Linked DNA regions of Rattus norvegicus: region 2 is linked to region 1. Evidence: chromatin contacts called from public Hi-C data. All regions are on one chromosome and are shown on one strand. The core of a region is the stretch at or near the end of the contact, and the rest is flanking DNA. Distances in the headings are between cores, read along the strand shown.

What was found. A called contact is a pair of places that touch in the nucleus more often than the background predicts.
Region 2: a Hi-C map of Schwann cells shows a contact between it and region 1, with 7 times the contacts expected there. The contact joins two enhancer-like sites. A contact is called at or near these places in 2 of 12 Hi-C or Micro-C datasets (Schwann cells and prefrontal cortex).

The regions. Positions count from the first base shown.
Region 1 is chr19:36,379,507-36,386,063 of GRCr8, forward strand. No RefSeq gene overlaps it. Among named protein-coding and RNA genes, the nearest start is that of N4bp1, 14 kb to the right of the region's middle. Within about 2 kb of position 4,230, at least 12 of the 93 cell types and tissues checked have an H3K27ac peak or open chromatin away from gene starts, as enhancers often do. A contact at or near this core is called in Schwann cells, where this site is marked.
Region 2 is chr19:36,640,136-36,646,692 of GRCr8, forward strand. It overlaps Lonp2 (lon peptidase 2, peroxisomal), which reads right to left. Exons shown (of 15, transcript NM_001399196.1): 8 at 5,914-6,055. Among named protein-coding and RNA genes, the nearest start is that of Lonp2, 29 kb to the right of the region's middle. Within about 2 kb of position 3,151, at least 2 of the 93 cell types and tissues checked have an H3K27ac peak or open chromatin away from gene starts, as enhancers often do. A contact at or near this core is called in Schwann cells, where this site is marked.

The DNA.
Region 1 (6,557 bases), core at 2,980-5,479:
ACACACAAAGACACACACACACATACACACACACACAGGCACACACAGACACACACACACATACACACACAGACACATACACAGACGCACACACACACATACACATACAGGCACACACAGACACACACACAGGTACACACAGACACACACACAGGCACACACAGACACACACACAGGTACACACATACACACACACACAGGCACACACAGACACACAGACACACACACAGACACATACACATAGGCACACACAGACACACACAGACACATAGACACATACACGCACATATATACACACACATATACACACACATACACACAGACACACACAGAGAATAAGGTTAAGTACATTTGGGAGAAAATTTTTTCTTAGACGTACACTTGAAACCCTTAGGTTTTGGTGGTTGGGGTTGAGTCCCAATTCCAGGGCACAGGAGAAGAGTCCCACCCTCTGGAATAGGCAGGAATATCTGATGGGGTCTGTTTGGTCCATGAGAGGTAGATCTGAGTGGGTTAGGTTAAGGAGCTTGGTCTGTTTTCTAGCTGTCAATGTAGTCAGAAATCTTGATTTAGACAAGGTGACTAAACTGGAGACTCTTCAATTTGTCCACAGTGTAGACCAAGCCCAGGCAGGACAATGGTGGTGCTTTTCAGTGATTTTCACACCACAATCCAGGCAGTCTCCTGTAGCTGTGTTCATTATGTTCTGAGATCTTGGGGGGGAGGGAGGTGTCTGTTAGGCTTTGGGAGTCTCTGTCCTAAGCAGTTCTCTGAAGTTTGGGCTAGCAAGTGTTGGCTCTCCCTGGGGTAACAGGGGAGATGTGAACCTGCAGAGTTTCTAAATCCGAGTCACGACGCCAAATTGTTGTGTTTTATAAAAAGATAAGGGGAGAGGAGATATGTTTGGTGGATGAGTAGTCAGGTTGGGGGGAGTAGTGGGGGGGGAGTAGTCAGGTGGAGGGAGAGGGGTGCCTCTGCAGGTCCATGCTGAGGCATACTTTTCCCTTAGGGACCAGCCACAAGACAGTATAGTAGAGAGCAGAGTTTGTTCAGGGCATGGGGAGGGGAAGAGAGAGGGAAGTAGAGACAGAGAAAGGCAGAGAGAGAGAGAGAGAGAGAGAGAGAGAGAGAGAGAGAGAGAGAGAGAAGCCGGCCATGAGCATGTGGAGAGAGAGGGGAGAGGGGAATGAGATTAGAGGGGGAAGGGGCGAGAGGATAAAGTGAGCAAGAAGGCAAGAGAGCAAGAGAACTTATTTATTTTGAGGTGGGAGGAACCATTTTTTTGTTTTTTGTTTTTAATCTTTATTAACTTGAGTATTTCTTATTTACATTTCGATTGTTATTCTCTTTCCCGGTTTCCGGGCCAACATCCCCCTAACCCCTCCGCCTCCCCTCCTATATGGGTGTTCCCCTCCCCATCCTCCACCCATTACCACCCTCCCCCCAACAATCTAGTTCACTGGGGTTCAGTCTTAGCAGGACCAAGGGCTTCCCCTTCCACTGGTGCTCTTACTAGGATATTCATTGCTATCTATGAGGTTGGAGCCCAGGGTCAGTCCATGTATAGTCTTTGGGTAGTGGCTTAGTCCCTGGAAGCTCTGGTTGGTTGCCATTGTTGAGGAACCATTTTAAACCTGGACCAAACTTTCTTCTGGCAGCTGATGTAGAGGACATGGAAAGAGGAACCTTTTGATCTTTGCCTGTTTGTTCTTGCCTTGCTAGTAAGTCCATTCGCTTGCTGACATTAAAGTCTACTTCTTCAGGATTCCAGTGCATACCGAAGACCAGCTGAGACATCAGGCTCCTGGACTGAATGACTACAGGATTCTTAGACTTTCTGTTGGATGTCAGCTGTTGTTAGATTAGCTAGCGCACAGCCACAAGCCATTCTCAGTCCCTTTTTTCTATAGAGAGACTCATTCTATCACTTCTCTTCCTCTAGAGAACCCCGACTAATTCAGTAGCCTACATCAAAGTCACAAATGCAGGTATCCCTTGGCTGGCTATTTTCTGAGTTCTAAAGCCATCTGTGACCAGCAAGGTGTTGGGCTGACTACAGTTCATAGTGTGTCACTCCAGAAGCCTCATCTATGTGACAGCAGCCCTTTGTCCTCAGCTAGACACGCCTTCCTCTGCAAAGTCAAATTTATCAAATGGACTTCATAGCAGGTAATGCCAGTGTTTAAGAAGCTAAGGCAGGAGGATTGTCCTGAAGTTAATGCTAGCCTGAGCTATGTAGTGAGTTCCAAACTAGTCTGAATTACAGAGTGAAACTGTCTCAAAAACAAATCTTTAAGCCAGGCGTGGTGGTGTACAATTTTAATTCCACCACTCAAGGGTGGATTTCTGTGAGTCTGAAGTCAGTCTGGTCTACATAGCAAGTTCCAAGCCAGCTAGAGCTACATAATGAGACTGTGTCTTAAAAAACAAAAACAAAACAAAACTATAGCAAAATAAACAAAAAAAAACCACCAAAACACGAATGTTGTAAACTACAGCGCTGTCATTTTGAAATCTGTGTTGAAGATCAGTCATCTTGGTGTCACACAGAGGAACACAGGAGCAAAGTAAAACCAATTTTAACAAGGCAATTTCTCTTCTTGCAAAAAGGGTGCACTAGAACTCCAACTAGACTAGTGAACTCTCTCACTAAAATGGCTATTTTTTTTTTATTCTTGCCAGGGTTGGTGACTGTCTCATTTCATTGATCGGAGTCAGACATCACAGTCTGCTGTGTCCCCTTAACTGGTACAAAGCGAAAGGAAAAGTTAACTGCCTTTGATAAGAAAGTAACAAAGATACAAAGAAACAAAGAAAAGAAAGGCAGAAAGCTACAAAGAAACAAAGAAAGGTTTCTGACCGCTAGCCGCTCCAAACAAGAATGTCTACAAGAACATTGGCCCTTGCAGACTCCCATGATTTAGAGAGTTATCAGTAACTGTGTCCACCACCCAGGACTGCATCCAAGGCATACAGCTCTGGTCTCTGCCCACCTCTCAATAGCCCCCTGCTCTCCTTCCTCCCTCACCCAACTGCAGGTACAGACCTCTTGCTCTTCAGGCACAGTGAGGCCATCATGACCCCACCTGCTCTGCCTCACGTCCTCTCCGGACGTCTATCCTGTCTACCATGAAGGTCCCTTTCCTGAACAAGAAAAGCCAGAAGCAGGTGAGTATGTTTGTGTCTTTCCATAAAGTCGGAATTTGCTAGTTAACAATAAATTCACAAGGAACAGTGTTTTGAACGGCAGATACTTACACCTGCGTTAGTAAGCTGTCCAGGTGAATGCTTAATTCCTAATGTTAGCTTTCACTGCACACAGCACACAGTAAATACATCTGCTTGCCTTTCTATGTGTTTATGTGGTTTGGAGAATGAATAAAAACTACACACACACACACACACACACACACACACACACACACTCTAGATGCCTACAGTTGAGGACCACTCCCCCCTCCCAAGACAATAGTTCTCCTGCAATGGCAGAGTATGGACTGCAAAATTCAACAGTTTCAGAGGAGGGCTGATAGAAATGTAAATAGAGTCTGTGTTGATAAGACAGCAAATGCAAACAAGCCAGAAGGAAGAAACCGTTCCTTTGGATTCAGGCTGCAGGAGAGGCAGGCTTAACAGTGAAGATGGCGTCAGCTGCAGAGACAGAGGCTATACTTCAGTGGGAACCCCAGGTCTGTGTCCAAATGACCAAGCAGGTAGTTGAGCAGGTGACGATTGTGATTGCAGAAGACAACAAAACCAGCAGGGACCAGACTGAGGTGAGGCCTCAGTGATGGTTTTCTACCCTTCAGTCCCTGACACACAACTGTTATCAGATGACAGGGTTCAGGTGAGAGTTACACTGTCCTCTGGCTGGTGTCTGATAAGGTCACAGGCTTGGTTTCCCTGAGGCGACTTGATCCCAGCCTGTGTGCCCTGCAATCTTAACTCACCCTGATAACTGTAAGGTGGCACCCTCTCTGCTCAGAAGTCATTTATCAGTCTAGGCTGTGTGAGTGGTGCCAGACAACACTGTTCGTGGGTCCACCCTCAAAACGGAGTTAAAGGTTTACTTGTCAAATGGGCAAGGCCCAGCCTGAAAACTCATTTGTTTGAACATAAAATAAAGTGAGTACACAGGGTACTGGGAGGAGGGCCCAGGGTAATCTCCGCAGTACTGACTGTTTGAACCCTTTCTGCTGTGATGAGTAACCTTCCTCTCCGGTCCCCATAGTTAGCATTGTGCCTCTAGTGGCCCTTCCCCTCTCCTGACACACCCTCCTCTCCTGGGAAGACTGAGCTCTCTAGGGGTGGGCAGGAGCAAAGCTACTGAGTCATTAAGGATGGCAAACTTAGCCTCCCCACTGTGGGAAACCTGCACATAAAATCTTCTGCACTCAGCTCATGGAAGGGTTCTAGAAATAGAAGTAGGTGGAGGGTATCTATATATGCCTGTCATTTCTCTCTCTGATTCACAAAGCTACTTTATCACTTTTTCACACCCTCTACCTTTACCAGGTAGACACGTGGTCCCTGTCTGGGGCTTGTGTCAGTCTCTCAATGTATTATACATTTGGGTTAAGGGTTTTTGGTTTTGGGGTTTTTTTTTGGGGGGGGGGGAGGGGTGTTGTTGTCATTGTCATCATCATTTTTAAGTAAAAGATCTTTAAGAACTCTGGCCACAGCAAGGATATGAGCTCAGAGAGTTATAGGCCCTACCACCACAAGACAAAAGTCCCTACTCTTAAATTAAAGGTCTCCAAAGAAAAGTGCAGTGGATATCCTCTACCATGAGAGAGCAGCAGGTTTAGCTAACGGATGCCCTGTGCTACTTAGCATTCATTCATAAAAGGAGTCATGGAAATGCTAGCTAGAAGAGCGGGATAAGTCCATGTATGACCAAACTGCGTTGGACCATGTTTGCCCATGAGGCAGAGTGGGATCCCCTCCTATGGGTCGCAGAAGAGGGGGAGGAGTTTCTGTGCCGTGAAGTTGATGATTCCAGTGAACTGCTTACAGTTAGGCCTTCTCTAAATCCTGGGTGGCAAAGGCAAAAAAAGAGGTCTTACATAGGGGCAGAGGGAAAAATCAGTTAACAATGACTTTGAGGGGTTGGGGATTTAGCTCAGTGGTAGAGCGCTTACCTAGCAACGGCAAGGCCCTGGGTTCTGTCCCCAGCTCCGGAAAAAAAAAAAAGTTTATCTTAAAAAAAAAAAAAAAAAAAAAGATGACTTTGAGGCCTTGCTTAGTGGCACACGGGCATCTCGTTAGAATAGACTCATTCTGCCAGACAGTCCTGTTACACTACCAGGGAGTGTTATCAGCTCGACTATTGCCACAGACCTAGTGAACACCACTCAGTTAGTTGCCATGGATTCTTGGTCCGAGTACTCTCTACTATAAGATGACGAAAGGGCTAATAAATTATACTACCATACCAAGGGGAAGCCTAAGCAACCATGTAGAAGGGGACCAAGACCCATAGTTGACAGCACAAAACTCCCAACTAATAGCCAGAACCATCAGTCATGTGTACCAAGGTTTTGGCTCAAGACCCCACCATTCTGTGCTCTTATATTCTTTCCCTCTCCCCCTGTCCTGGGCACCCCCCTCCCTCTGTGTGTGTGTGTGTGTGTGTGTGTGTGTGTGTGTGTGTGTGTGTGTGTGTGTGTGTGTGTGTTGGGGCTTTCTCCAATATATGGGTGGCCTTTGTAGCCTGTGTATCTCTCTCTCTCTCTCTTATACTGTTTCCCTGTTTAATTTCTTTGGTCAATCTTTGGTCAATAAAAGTTCTGAATTTCGTCTTTGAAAACATAATTCTTTAAAATTGAGAAGAGAAGTTGTCCTATTCACTGTTCTGTTACTGTGAAGCAAAACCATGACCAAAGCAACTCTGATGAAAGAAACCATTTCATTGGGGGGCGTTGCTTATAGTTTTGGAGGTTTATTCCATCATCAGCATGGTGGGGAGCATGGTGCATGCAGGCAGGTGCTAGAACAGCAGCTAAGAGCTACACTGTGATCCATAGGCAGACATAGAGAACCTAGGCCTGGCATGGGCTTTTGACCAATGACACATTCTTCCAACAAGGCCACAGCTCCTATATAACCCTTGCAAATAGTGCCCCTCCCCAGTGACTGAGCATTCAAATATTTGAGCCTACGGAGAGCATTTTTTACTCAAACCACTAGGGAGTTCTAGTTTCTTAGGGACCATTGTTTTAATGATTTGATAGTCAGATGAGGGACACAGAAGTCTCTTTAGAATATATTAATTTTTGCCAGCATGGTTACAATTCATTAGAGGAGGTGCACAATGCATCCTGTGTGTGTTTCTGTCTGTCCATGTCTATATCTGGGTCTGTGCATGTGGAAGAAAGATTCTAAATCATCACTAGTTTGATCCAAGCCATGTCTCTTTCTTTAAACTCAATAGACTGGCAAAATCCCAACTAGGGAAAAATTCCACATCAGGAAATGTTGCTAAAATTCCTTCCTGGGGTAGATATAAACACAGTGTAACTTCCACTTAAAGGCTCATAACAAACCAAGGAACAATA
Region 2 (6,557 bases), core at 1,901-4,400, 260 kb after region 1:
TGTAAGGACATAATTTTACCATGTATTTATAAAGAACACACAGAAGCTATGGCACAGATGACAGACATCAAATATGAGGGGACTCAAAACACAATTCATAGACAAATCTTGGAAAAAGGGTAGTTTGAAGATACATGCTATCTAAAGAAGAGATAAGCCACAATAAAAGTGTCAAAAGCACGCACTGAAATCATTGGGCTGATTCCACTGGGATGAAGCAGAGCCAGGAACTCCAAAAGCTGCTTCTCCATAGAGCAACAAGCCAGCCTGCTGACAAGAGGCCAACTTGACCTCCTCCATGTCCATTCCAATTCAGAACACGCTGAGTGCTGTATATTCCTGCGTATTCCAGTAAAACACTGGATCTCTGCAAATGCTTCAAGTGCTGTGGTATTTATTGTTTTAACCTTATTTCCCTTTCCCAAATTGACAGAAGCCCAGGAAACTGCCAGCTTTGTAACTAGGAAAAATCTGAGTGCCTGTAGCCTAGCAACCTCCATAGGGCAGAGCAGAATTAGAGCTTTCTAGCCTCACCCCCGGAGAATTGCTGGTATTTAGCCCACATGGCATGTTTCTGGAACTGCTCTCTGACCTAAGAGAATACTTGTACAATCAGTTCTACTCTAGCAATCAATGGCAACTGTTTAATGCTGCAGCTGCTTGATACAGTAATACCAGCTGGGACTAACAAGGCCACCAAAAAACCCTACAAGAGGGTCAGGGATGTAGTCAGTGGCAGAAATCTGTACAGCACTTTCGAGGTTCTGAATTCTATCCTGGCGTCACACACACAAAACAAAATGAACATTAAAAGAAAAAAATTGGGGAATAAGATGCTTGACGGTTGCTGTGTTTTCAAAGCTCTGGTGTATTTACTACTGAGAATCTACAAAGTCATAAGATTGTGCCATAAATGATCAGGCAAGGCGCTGTGACCCAGATAGGACTCCCCTTCTGTCTCGTGGGGCCCTCCTTGCCCACCATTTGTTAGCCAAATCTGAACTACTTTTCTACTGTGGTGGTATAGAAACTTTGATCCTTCCCTTGAGGGCAGACTAGGAGATACCCCTAGTATGTTTTTTTCCCTAAAGATACCACTGGGAGAACACAAGGTCAGGTCCCAGGCATAAAGTGGCTAGAGGTCTAACAAGAGCCATAGGGTGTTTGCCAGTAGCAAGATTCCTTTGAGGAAGCCAGTGGAGGATCAGTGAGCTCAGTGACAGGCCACTCCTCCAGTACAGAAGTATCCTGTGGACAGCATCATGCACACACCTGCATCTAGCTTCCTGTAGCTTTGTTAGGATCCGTAAGTTAGCTAGAGGATCTCAAAATACTACTTTTCCAAAATTTAAATATTTGTAAAAGTGGACTCTAATAAGCACCAAATTTAAGAAACAGTATAGGCAATATTCTAGGATAACAAACACTGGTATCTTAGTAAGGTACGGGTTCTGAGCAGTGTTGTGAACAGTCTACTATCCTCTAGTAGAACGCACTCACTTTGCTGTCTTCTTCTCATTTACTCATGTCAGATGATTTCCTAATTTTCTTCTATCTTCTGTGGCCCGCTGACTACCCATGAGTGTGTGAATTTCCATGTGTTTGTGACTTCCTCCAATGTCCACACTGACGTCTAGTTGCTGTGATGTTATAGGAGAACACAGTGCGCGTTTATCCTTTCTACTTTACTGTAGCTTGATTCACAGTGCAGCATCTGTCCTGTCCAGGAGAGTGTTCCATGTGTGCTCAAGAAGAAATGTAGATGGACACTGCTTTCGGGGCTGGGTTTTCTCTTCCTCCCAGTGTCTAATTAGTTTCCAGCACAACTGAAGAGAGTGGTGAAGCCATCAGCCAGTGTGGTTTAACTGTCTACAGCTCCCTGTCTGTTTCCGTATTTGAGGACTTCAATCCTAGCACTCAGGAGGCTGAGGCAAGAGGATCGCTGTGAGTTTGCAGCCAGTCCAGTCTACACAGAAAAACCCTGTCTCAAAATTTAAGAGAGAGATGAGACAAGACACTGGGCCCAGCCGAGAAGAGTGTGTTCTGTTCTTCCACGGCTCTGGAAAATGTACACACATAGATGGTGAATCAGTCCCACCCTAGACCTCCTGCTTTTTCCTAGTGCTGGCCTTCAAGGTCAAGCGATCCCAAGTGCCTTTTCCTGGTCCTCAGCCCCCACCCAGCTCTGACTTTCTCTAACTTTGTTTCTTTCCTTATTATCCATATTGTGCACAGCTGCCACGTGATGTGTACAACTCTACCACAGCCCTTAGTCGTTTTCTTAGCAGTTCTTTTTTACATTTTAATTTAACCCGCCCACTACTGGAATTTAGCGGTTACTGAATTTCCATTAAAAGACCTCACTGGGGGCTGGAAAGATGGCTCAGTGGTTAAGAACTGCAGTGCTGGTCAGGCAACGGACTGCAGTTTGATTCTTAGTATCCATGTCAAACAGTTCATAATTGCCTGTAACTCCAGCTCTGTGGGAAGCAATGCCCTCTTCTAGCCTCCAAGGGGCCCCCACACGTGTGAGCATGCCCACATACACGTAAACAAAACCTCTTAAGGAGATTAAGGAATCTCCAACATGGAGATTTGCTTGCTAAAGGCCCTGCTGTGAGCGTCGTCAACACATTCCAGCTCTGGGTTCACAGCTTAAAAATCAGCACTTTCCTTCTTTGCTATTAAATACAAATACACAACAGAAAATGGGCAAGAAGTCCCATGAAAGACTCGAATACAAGATACAGACAACAAGTGGTTTAAAGAGAAGGGAAATTATTTTTTTTAAGAAAAAGTATCAATACCCTTTTTACACTACCTCTATGTATCAAAAGCAGGATGCTAGGAAAGAATATGTAGAGACGTTATGAAATGACTAACATGAAATTTTCTTTTTTAAAAGATAAAGCAGAAGAGGTTCTTGCAGGAAGCAGAACAGAAAAATAAAGGACTGAAGTACAGGAACACCTGAAGTACAGGAACACCTGAAGTACAGGAACACCTGAAGTACAGGAACACCTGAAGTACAGGAACGGGAAGACATGACACTAATGCTCACCGTGGCGGGGGCGGGGACGGCTCAGTGCTTAGGGCACTTGCTGCCCTTGCAGACAACCCCGATCCCTCCCAGCGGCCACTCAGTGGCTCACAACCATCTAACGCAAGTCACGGGCATCCAGTGCCCTCTTCTGGACACCAGACACAAACACAGTATATGTATAAATATGTGCCACAAAATTTCATATATACAAAATAGAAATAAAATGTTGAATTCTAACAAAGAGGAGCAAAAAATGACTACCAAAAACATTTCTAAAAATCTTTCACAATGAAAAAAAGAGAAAATCTTGAAGATTCTTTAAAGAATCAGTAAAAATGTCTGAGAACAGACCCACAACAGGTAGGTTATTATATGTAAACATAAGTATACATTATATAAAATATATATTATATTGTATAAAGCTGAAAACTGAGATCAGGAGATGACTCTAAGTTTTTGTAGAGGGCAAAAACATGCTTGTGCATGCAGATAAGCACTGGAGAGGCCAGGAAGTTAAACTTGCAGGCATCCTTCAAAAAAAGACACGTTTAACCTGACTCCCACCTGGAATGGTGGGAGTGGATGAAGTTCTACAACCTGGTGATCCTTTGTTGTCTGATGGGTCAGGCTCTGCCTGTGTCTCCCAGAATTTATGTCTTACTTATTCCAGACCCCTTTCCTCTACAACCTTGAGTACTTCTAGGCCATAAGACTCATCCTTGTAAGAGAGCCTGTGTGATGTCTAAACCCTGACTCATACAGGGATTATAATTGCCTTAGTGATTCTCCCTAGCCCAGTGATTCTCCCTAGACCACTGACTCTCCCTAGACCACTGACTCTCCCTAGACCACTGATTCTCCCTAGACCAGTGGTTCTTAACCTGTGGGTCTCATCAAGCCCTTTAAGGGCTGAATAATCCTTTCACAGGGGTTGCTGAAGAGCATTGGAAAACATAGACATTTACATTAGGATTCATAACTAGCAAAATTACAGTTATGAAGTAGCAATGAAAATAATTTTATGGTTGGGAGTACCATAACACGAAGAACTGTAAAAGGGTCAGCATTAGGAGAGTTGAAAAGCAATGCTCTAGATCCGTATCTTTTTTTTTTTTTGGTTCTTTTTTTCGGAGCTGGGGACCGAACCCAGGGCCTTGCGCTTCCTAGGTAAGCGCTCTACCACTGAGCTAAATCCCCAGCCCCTCTAGATCCGTATCTTAAGCATTGTTTCTAAGTCAACAAGAACTCCTCTTATAGATGAAGCCATTTGTACTGGGTAAAGAGAATCAAGGTAAACATATCTTAAGCCTTGTTTTACTCACCAGGCTCAGTTAATTGCTATCTGAAAAATTTTCAGCAAAATTGTGCTATGTTTAAATATGGCAAAAATGTATGAGCTGAGGTGAGACTCTCAAAGTCTTAACCCAGCACCAGTAATTTAAATTGGGCTGATCCCAACTTCACTCCTACATCACCCTGATTGTTTTCCCTGCCATTTGTAAAGTCTCTTAGGGACCATCACTGAAGTTTTCAGAGTAAAGCAGGACATAAACATAGTGATTTACCAAGGGCAACACTAGAAACCAGGAAGTCACTGGGGCAAAGGAAAACCCTACAGAGAAATTATTTCCAACAAGAACTCCACGCCCAGTTAGATTATCAACGAAGCCTGAGACAACATGAAGATGCTTTAAAATGTGCATTTATAAAATACCACCAAGATAAGCTTTCTCTAGACATTCCTTTTGAATTAATAGCACAGAGTGAGGTAAACCAGATCACAGAATAGGGAAGCAGGGAAGTCAACATGGTGAGAGGTGAAGAACAACACGGGGAAGCTTCAGGTACCACAGTAGAAAACTGGTTCCAACCTGAAAACTCACAATGATAAAACCTACATCACTTGAGTGCCTGCTGGTCCTGAGAACAGAAGACAAACGGTGAAGTACACAGAAGAGAGACATTCGTTTTTAAAAGCAGGCATAAGAAAACAAAAAGAACAGGACCTCCTGCCCGGCTCAGCTCTGAAAAGGGACCATATAATCTATAATTGTTTTAAATCTATTTTTTAAAAGATTTATTTACTTATTTATATTATATATAAGTACACTGTAGCTGTCTTCAGACACACCAGAAGAGGGCATCAGATCTCATTACAGATGGCTGTGAGCCACCATGTGGTTGCTGGGATTTGAACTCAGGACCTCTGGAAGAGCAGTCAGTGCTCTTAGCCTCTGAGCCATCTCTCCAGCCCTAATCTGTAAATGTTAACAACCAATAATAAGGTAACTAAAAAAAGAGGTAACAATTTATAAAGGAAGACATGGAATCAAAAAAGTGAAGGAGAAAGCCTCAGTTTCCTTTAGCAGAGTTTGTACAGATACAGCAGTTCTGTTCTGCAGCCTTGAACTCCCTCTTCTGCTCCTTCCCAGCCACTGCTTCACCTTTTCTCGTCAGGATCTTGCTATGTAGCCCAGTCTGGCACTGAATTCAGTCTCCTGACTAGCAAGAACTCCAGGCATGTGCCACTGTGCCTGGCTAAGTCAAGCTGTTTAGAAAATGGAGCAAATTAACAAAGCCTTCTGGAGGCTAAAGCACAGGAGCGGGCCGGGCCCTGGGACTTTATACTTTCTTTCTGCAGCAGACTTCACTACTACTGTGTGAAGAACAAGCCATGTCTAAAATTTTATTTTACTTCATAAAAATTAAAAAGACATCACAAAGAGGAAGACGTCTGTGATTTTTATGTAGATGTAACTAGCTCCAGACTTCAGTCTGTGCTCTACTGATTTCAATCTGTACATGACTTAGATATGGCCTATGCTCACTCATACTCACGTATGATTTCATGGGCGTTTTCTAGGCCTTACCTCGAGCAGTGCGGCTGCAGGATCCCCCTGCAGGCTCTTCCCTAGCTTGTCAACCTCATCCAAAAGGAACACTGGGTTGTTAACCCCCACAGTCTTCAAGCCATTGATGATGCGGCCGGGCATGCTGCCCACATAGGTGCGCCTGCAGAGAGCAAAGTAACAGCTGTGAGGACCAAGAGCAGACAGGACCGAGAGGAAGTCCTTAGCCCTTACCAGCACAGGAAGGCAGCTCTGTGCATGTATGTAAAGCAGAACATATGTCAACAAGGTGTTGGGTTCGGCCTGCAGAGATGGCTCAGCGGTTAAAAGAACTGCTCTTCCAGAGGTCCTGAGTTCAATTTTCCCAGCAACCACATGGTGGCTCACAGCCATCTGTAATGGGATCTGATGCCCTCTTCTGGTGTGTCTGAGGACAGCTACAGTGTGCTCACATACATAAAATAAATAAATCTTTTTTAAAAAAGGTGTTAGGCTTATTCTAATTTTCTACTTGATTCTAAGTAACTGCAAGTTGCCCACGACATTGGAAGAATTGCAAGTCACACAGTTCTGGTCGAGGGAGAAAGATACAAATCTCCTGTTTTTAAAAGCAATGATATGATATTAACTACAGTAAGTAGACCTGAGGTACACGGTACTTATAC